3 separate regions of the Gossypium hirsutum genome follow, and all the other regions are linked to region 3. The links are chromatin contacts, called in public Hi-C maps. All regions are on one chromosome and are shown on one strand. Each heading gives the region's core, a stretch centred on a gene start, on an enhancer-like site or on the middle of the called end of the contact. The rest is flanking DNA. Distances are from core to core; before and after follow the strand shown.

Region 1 (2,700 bases), core at 163-2,662, 960 kb after region 3:
AACTAAATTGGTACCTAAATCTAAGTTCATTGATGTCATAATCTAAAAAAATATTTTTAAAACTATTTCTTTTTTTTTTCTTTAGTTTTCTCAGTGACCTTTCTTCCACCCCAATTTCTTTTCTTTTACCCCGTGATCTTTCTTTTTCCCACTATCCTTTTCTATTCTTTTTTCTACTAACACGTTTGCTTTTCAATGGCTGATTTCAATTCCTCTCTTTTACATTCTACTATTGTTGCTGCTGCTTCTTTATTCGAGGTAGAAGATACTGAGAAAATAAAGTTTCTAGACATAGAGGAAACATGTTCAAATTCAGGCTACAAAGATTCAGATTACCCAATAGACTCGAAATGAAGAACTCGTAATTGAAACTTGACTATTAATAAAGTTTCTCGATAGTTGGATTTTTTTTGTTTGTTTCTCGAGAAAATATGAGAAAGAACAAAAAAAATAGTTTTTTTTTTTAAACTTTGGTTTCTTTTTAGCTTCTAGATTCTAGGTTTATCTTTTATATTTCAAGTCTTGGGTTCATCTTTTTTTTTTTGATTTTTGCATTCTATTTTTTTTCTATTTTTTTCAATTTTTGGGTAGTTAGATTTTTTTTATTTCCTGGGAAAATACTAGAAAGAACAAAAAAAATGGTAGATGTAGACAACTCCATTGGATTTTTTTTACTTTATAAGTTTCTAAGGATTTAAAGCTTTTTATCGAAGAATTCATTTTGTAATTTGTTTGTATGTTATTGTGGCTATTTATGGTGAAGAAGGATACTATGATTTGCACAATGATTTTTAAACAAATTAGGTACTATTTATTTTGATATTATTGTTTGCTTCATGAAATTGTATCTTACATTACCCCTCTTTCTTCTCATTTTTATTATCACTACTTTTCCTTCCACACAATATTTACAAATAAAACATAATTAAGAGGTAAAGAAAAATAAACATGGTGGACATACAACAAGTAGACGAAGTGGAAGGGCCATTACCGATAGTTTCATCTGAGGCGGTTGGATCAAAACGCTAGAGATGTCCAAGCATTCGGTTAGTGACATTGACAGTGAGCAACCTTACGTTTCTCATGTAAGAAGACCCCCTTCTTTTTCCAAGCAATAGAAACACCACTCCAACAACCTTTTTTTAAATCCCTCACTCGCCTCTCCCTATTTTAAATGTTCCAAAACTCGCATCTTTACCAATCTCACTACTGATTTCAACGCTACCAACGACACCCTTGATGACGCCCCATGAAATGACACTCCACCATGAAACAACCTCGATCCAATTGGGTTCCCATCACAAGGTTATCTAAGATAGGTGAAAGTGTAGTTTAGCTCAGTTGGTTCAAGCCATGAGTTTTTATGGGTTAGTTTGAACAGGGGAGGGGAAGTTGTAGGGCTTGGTTGATGGTGGCTGAAAAATGGGGAGGAAAATGAAAGGGGATTAAGATATGTGATTTTTGTGGTGATTAGATGGTGAGAAAATGAGTGAAAATTTTTGGGGTAAGAGTTTTTGACAAAAGAAAGAAGGGAATGTGAAATCATGAGTTTTTGATAGAGGAAAGGAAGTAGAAATGATGAAGAAAAAGAAAAATAAGAAAAGAAAAGAAAATGGAAAGAAAAAGGGGGAAAATAAAAAAAATAAAACAAAAAGAAAAAGAGGTATAAGAGGACGTCACGTGGCATTGCGCGATTGGCTAGTGTTGCCACGTAAGTAAAAAGTTAATGGCGTTAGACTTAGGTATCAATTTAGCTGACGAAAAAAATTCGAGTACCAATTTGGAAAAAAAAACCATAAGTACTAATGCTGGAGAAGTGAACAAATTCGAGTACTAATTTTATATTTAACCATTTTATTAAAAAATAAATAAACTCGTCTCTTTATGTTAGATGATTGAATGAAATAGCCTCTCTAATTAAATGCTTACTTTGATGTTTTATATTTAAGGCATAATAGTAAATTTAGCCATAAATTTTTACATATTTAATTTTACCTCTTTTTTTATTGGGAATAACTTGACTGTCCACTTTTCATTAGTGATGTGGCATATTTTTTTATGTTCCATATCAATAAATAATTTAAAAATTATAAAAAAATAATTAAAAAATTATAAATAATTCTTCAAAATATAAAAAAGAAAAAGTAAAGATTTATAAAAAAAATTTAAAAATGCAAAAGAAGTTAAAAGGTTTTTTATTAAAAAAAAAATTTCGAAAGGAAAATAAAAAAAAGAAAGTAAGAGAAGTTTTATAGTAATTTGTCGTTTTTCTTTTAATATTAGTGCAAACTGTTCTAATGCTAGCCTTAGCCCTTATTCTAGCATGTTGTTGGATTTTTTAATGGTAATTTATTAATTTGTTATGATATGGTGGTACCCCGTATACTTCACATTATTATTACTTTAGTATTGTTTGAAAGGAAAAATAAACAAAGTGAAGAAAGCTTTGTAGTTTATTTATAATCTATGACATAAATTACTTAAAAAGGCCCATTTCCAAGCATATTTACGAAAATGGGTCAATTACACAATTATTTACCGGAAAGGGCCACTTTTTACAAAACGCACCTACGTGGCCGCGTTTAAGGGGAAAATTGCTAGTAAAGCACGCCCCTGGGGAGCGTTTTTTGCCACGTCAGCAAAATACTTCCACGTAAGCGCGTTTTGCTGACGTGGTAAAAAACGCTCCCCCAGGGGCAC
Region 2 (2,700 bases), core at 15-2,514, 750 kb after region 3:
TGGGTTTAAAAAAAAAATACCAAAACGCCTTTAAACATAGTAACATAAAACATGCTTTGGCCATACTTCAAAGATATCATGAAAAGCAAATTTGATATCAATCTAAGCATTGATTAAATGAAAATTTGGCTTCATGAATGCCAACTTACTTGGAACTTCAATTTAATAAGCTCAAACATAACCACCAGAGCTTCTAACATATCAATTAAATATTAGGCTACTCAAGATAACAAATGGCCATTGAAACTAGCATGATCATACATATCGACATTCTAGATACATGCCACAAGTCATAAATACACTAAGTTTCATACTATAGATAAGTTTGTTGCTAGTGTGATGATTTCAAGTTGAGACGACTTCAAGGATTTGAAAGCGATAATCTACAAGCAAAAACAATAACACGTAAGCATGAAATACTTAGTAAACTTAAATAGAAAAATACTATACTAGAAAGAACTCAATAAGCTTTACACATACATGTTAGCAATGGCATATAAATAAGGTAACTGCATAAGAATCCATATAAATGTGATGGAATACAATATTCAGTAAGTGTTCATAATCTTTTTTTTTCCTTTGCTTACGTACATGCACTTAATTCATGACATTGTAATATTCAATTACCATTTCTCAAGTTGATCAAAATTGTCAAATTCATGCATTTTATAACCATAAATTCTTTTCCTTAATCATTTCTAGTTCTTTTTCACCCAATGTAGCCTTAGTGAATTATATATGCTCTCTCTTTTATGTGACAATATTATTTATGAATTTGTTTTATGATTTTAAGAAAAATATTTTACTGTTGACAATATAATATCGTACATGTAAATTAAAAATAATACATTTTAATAATTATGATTTTTATTTTAAAAAACCTTGCAATCAAACTATACAAAACAATTTTTTAAATATTTTAAATAATTAACCTAATATATTTTAATTCATACTAAATTAATTAATGTATCACATATGTAAACCTATATATTAGATTGAGATCAATAAGATTATTTAAAAGCAATTGAACCTTGACCAACAAATTCGAGGCATGCTAATTGAAGAGTACATGGACCGTCCAAAATAGGCAAAGGTCACACCGAAGTCCAAACACCGGCCCCCATCCAAATCACAATAACGGCGTCAGAAATTCAGAGGGGCAGCAGCGAGCAACCGTTTATACTTATTTTAAACCAAATTTTCAACTACATCCCTCACATCACGCATAAAAGTTCCCTGGTTATTCTGTTTAAAGTCCGTTAGTTTGTCGCCGCCCTTTTATCGCAGGTAGGGCAAATTCCCAATTCCCTCTCTCTTGTTTCGAATCTTCACACCGAAACAGTCATAACTCCCTCTATTGCCGCCGCCTCAATGTCTCAGGTATTATTCCCTTCCAATTCTCTGAATTTGCCCTCTTATAGATTCGAGCATCCAACTTAATAGATCTAATAATAGATTTGTCTTGAAAATCAATTCCCCTTTGTCAAACTAGGATTCTCTTTTTTCTTTCGATTTTTTTTATGTGCTTTTCTGTTGCTGCTTAATTCTCCAATTTATTATTGAAAAGTGGAAATTAATTTCGTAATTATTGCGTAGTATCGATTTATGCACATAGTTTCGGTGATTAACCTTCTTTCTTGGGGGTGGCAATTGGTTCAGGTTGATAATAGAAACTCTTCTGCAGCGAAGCGAGCTAGAACCGATGGTATGCCGCTTAATTTTATTTTTATTTCATTCTGTGTACTTTTTAACATGTTCAATTTTGGCAATTTTGAATTTTTATGGTTAAATTTGTAGGTAGTCGTAGGGAAGATGATTGGACATGCCCTAGTTGCGGGAATGCCAATTTTTCATTTAGAACTACTTGCAATATGCGCAATTGCACTCAACCCAGGCCAGCTGTTCATAACTCAGTAAGTCTTCATATTTATTAGCCAATGGCGTTCAAAATATTCCTGAGTTTTTGAATATTGTTGAAATTTTAATTGCTTTAGTTTTGGCTCGTAGGTTTCGATTTTCTGTTCAGATTGGAATTGTTTTTCAACAGAATTAGTAATAGAAGAGCGGATTCTTCAAAATATGTGGCTTAGCCAGTTATTTTGTTAATACCTGGTTCTGTGCTGAAAGACCAGAGTATATTATGTGATACCCAATGCTTGCTTCGTTCTAGTCCGTTTATGTCCTATTTTTTTTCATAACTCTGTTTATTATAAAATCGTAAATCTTTTCTACTGTTTGTTTCTCCCTTTAGAAACTGACCCTTTGCATTTTCTTTCTCCCATTATTTATTTTTAAAGCTTGAGTTGGTAATTTTCCCCTTTCAGAAATCTGCAGGCAAGCCTCTCCAGGTGCCACAGAGTTATTCATCGTCTGCTCCATATGTAGGTTCTGGAGCACCATCTTCTATGTATCTCAGTGTACCACCTTATGGTTCTTCCCTCTTCAATGGTTCCTCTATTCCTCCATATGAAGCACCTTTTTCTGGAGGATCGGCTTATCATTACAATTATGGCAGTCGTCTTTCTGGTGGCAGTCCCTTTCGGCCGCTCCATATGCCTTCTGGACCACCCCCTTATTCTAGTGGGCCTATGATAGGGAATGGTATTGGTAATCTGCCTTCCCGTTTATAATTGCTATTACTTTTCATATTTATTCACTCTTGCAAGTTAAATTGTTGACCAAGAAAACCCGTTGATCATA
Region 3 (2,757 bases), core at 204-2,703:
TGAAATTATAATGAGTGCTACAAACATAAGCTGATGAAAGAAACAACATGATCCATCCTGGGGCCAGCAAGTGGCGGAGAATCCGACACAATAATCCCACTTTTTCTTTTAAGAGGGTTCGGCAAAGTTGTTTTGGTCATTATAACTACCAAATCTCCCATAATTTAGTACTTTCAGAAACAACAACTAAGCAATGCCAATGAGGGCTGTTCTTACCTCCTATACAACTCAATCATGCCGTACTAGGGATTTAAATTACGGTTTTCCCATAATTACGGGTTTATCATACGACAGTCAAAATTGAAATCGTAAAATAATGACGTGGATAATTAAACCCTAGAAATGAGTATAAAGGTATAAATGTTTTGCTTCTTGACTCCGCAACTAAGGTTTGGAAAAGGACCTGAAGAAGAAAATATATGAATCTGATTGACCGCACACTTTCCCGTCTGAAAGAGATTTTGCATGTTGCTATGATTTTTTTTTTCAGAGGCTGCTGCTGCTCATCCTTTAGTTGTAATTCTCAAGCAGATATAACTATTGTTTGCAACAAATCTTGATCAGTTATAATTACAAGCACTAATAGCAAGCACATGCCTGCATGAAATTAAAAAAGAAGTAAAAAAAGGTATAATAGGGGGGAATCCAACTGTTTTTTCAAGTAAAAACGAGGCATGGAACACCATGTTTTTCTTGTAATAGATTTCCCAATTCTAATCTAGCATGCTTTGATGTTTTTGGTAGACCTCAAACAAAACATTATTATGTGATTACAACAATTAAGATTAAGTTGTCTTAAATGTTTGTATAACCACCGTTTTGCTTCCTTAAAAAGGTCTAAAAACATGGTTGTGGGGGGAGGAAACCTACCAAACATTGTGTATTTTGTAGGGGGTGCTTTATCCTTTGTGAGGGGGTTCAAATTGTGTGGATAATCATGTGGGAAATCCAGAATTTGGATTCCTTTGCATTAACGGAAAACATAATTATTGCAATGGAAATATCATGTTCTATCTCTTGTTTACAAGGTAAAAATTACATGTTGCTTTTTGTATAAAATTTGGGATTTGCGAAACCCTCAAGTTTGATTTTGATTATATTTTACTGCTTGATCACACACTTCCTCAAAACAAAAGCATGGTTTCTTGGACAAAATAAGGTATATAAAATGTAAATATGGAAATTCCTATAATTACAAATAAAATGATTAAGATTTATTTTGATAAAGTAAAAGATTAAAAATTATTTAATAAAAATAATTTTAATATATAATTATTTTATGCTCTTAACTCTTGTGAAATTCAGCTTTTGTCAAATACTAATTTGACATGAGTTCAAACCATTTATATTATAAAAACCTAGTTATAAAATCCAAAGGATAGTGTTATTAGGAAGAGGAAAATGCATAAAACAAAATATTTGCAATGGGGGCTGCAAGCAAGTTGAGATAGATGGAGACGTTACAATAGAATATTAAGTCCGTGGGGCTTACCTATATCTACTTTCAGAGTGACACAAGATTGGGGGTTATGATTTCGCCCCCATTTGTGAAAACAGATAAGAACGAAGTTGTGGCATCCATTAATATATCTTCATGATCCTTTCTTACCAAACAATTAAGGATGTTTTAATCCTAAAAAGAATAAAAAATAAATAAGAAAAACGTAAAGGAGTTATCTTATCTACCACATGTTTTCTTGTCCCTATGGCCCATATTTTACAAGGATCAATTGGGTCGTTTTTCTACTTGTATTCAAATTTGGGGGTTATATCTCATCTAAACCCCACTGTGCTCAACTTTGTGTTGGGTCTATATATTCAGGCCCTTTGGGTTAATAGCCGCTTCACCATATCCGTTCCCCAAGATGGTTCCATATGTTTTTAGTCCATATAAATGATTATGAATTTTGTGAATCAAACCTAAAGGAAAATGTTTATGAATGACCTCAACTACTTACTCGACTCACTAATTAACTAAGTTATTATTATAACTTAAAAGATAAAAAAATAAGAACAATATAAATTATTGGTAAAAGAAATAAATACGCAAACAAAAATATTAAATTGTTATTCAATTCTAATTCAATATGATAGTGTAACACCCTTCACCTGGTCCGATCATCGAACATAAGCTACGGGATGTGACCACCGATCACCTGAATGATCTTTTTTTTTAATAGGTTCGCAGAAATAAGGCTCGCATTAATTACAATACACACAGAACATAATACACATAACCTGCAACATGCTTAATACATACACGGCGGACTCTCTTGCGGATAGTTCAATTGCGGACAGAATGTCCTACAGATTCCTATACTGCGGAATGATAAACTAAAACGCATGTAATCCTATGCTTTGTTCAAATAACATCTCTGTGGATACAAAACTATTACATGCATATGTATCTAGAAATAGACTAGTGCCCCTTTCATTTTCAACATCAAAAGACAAACATAAATAACTTCGAACTTGATAAGTTCACATACTCATAGCCACCTATATACATGCCACAACCTAAACTAAATTAACCAAGTCTACCAAATCTTCGAGTGGATAGCGTGAGCTTCTTGTAGAGCCAATCGATGCGACTTGAATGTACAAAATCTACAGTAAATGTAAGTATTATGAATACTTTCTAAGCTCATACAAGGCCAACCATCAACTTACCTCGCACACAATTTAAAAGTTAATCTAATATGCATTCATGGTTTGCCAAACAAACCAAAACCATTTTCACATAATGATCGAACACTT

What was found. Hi-C and Micro-C count contacts between places; a contact is called where the count stands out from the background.
Region 1: a contact with region 3 is called in a Hi-C map of leaf, with 2.8 times the contacts expected there. The contact joins the promoter of LOC107886431 here to the enhancer-like site in region 3. A contact is called at or near these places in 2 of 34 Hi-C or Micro-C datasets (both in leaf).
Region 2: a contact with region 3 is called in a Hi-C map of leaf, with 4 times the contacts expected there. The contact joins the promoter of LOC107886471 here to the enhancer-like site in region 3. A contact is called at or near these places in 2 of 34 Hi-C or Micro-C datasets (both in leaf).

Annotation. Positions count from the first base shown.
Region 1 is chrA03:91,080,677-91,083,376 of Gossypium_hirsutum_v2.1, reverse strand. It overlaps LOC107886431 (stress-associated endoplasmic reticulum protein 2), which reads right to left and starts at 1,412. Exons shown (of 4, transcript XM_041099285.1): 1 at 992-1,412.
Region 2 is chrA03:91,297,538-91,300,237 of Gossypium_hirsutum_v2.1, reverse strand. It overlaps LOC107886471 (ranBP2-type zinc finger protein At1g67325), which reads left to right and starts at 1,264. Exons shown (of 10, transcript XM_016810439.2): 1 at 1,264-1,380; 2 at 1,660-1,705; 3 at 1,798-1,913; 4 at 2,325-2,607. The coding sequence starts at 1,372.
Region 3 is chrA03:92,043,172-92,045,928 of Gossypium_hirsutum_v2.1, reverse strand. No RefSeq gene overlaps it. Among protein-coding and RNA genes, the nearest start is that of LOC107886461, 42 kb to the left of the region's middle. Within about 2 kb of position 1,453, at least 4 of the 9 cell types and tissues checked have an H3K27ac peak or open chromatin away from gene starts, as enhancers often do. A contact at or near this core is called in leaf, where this site is marked.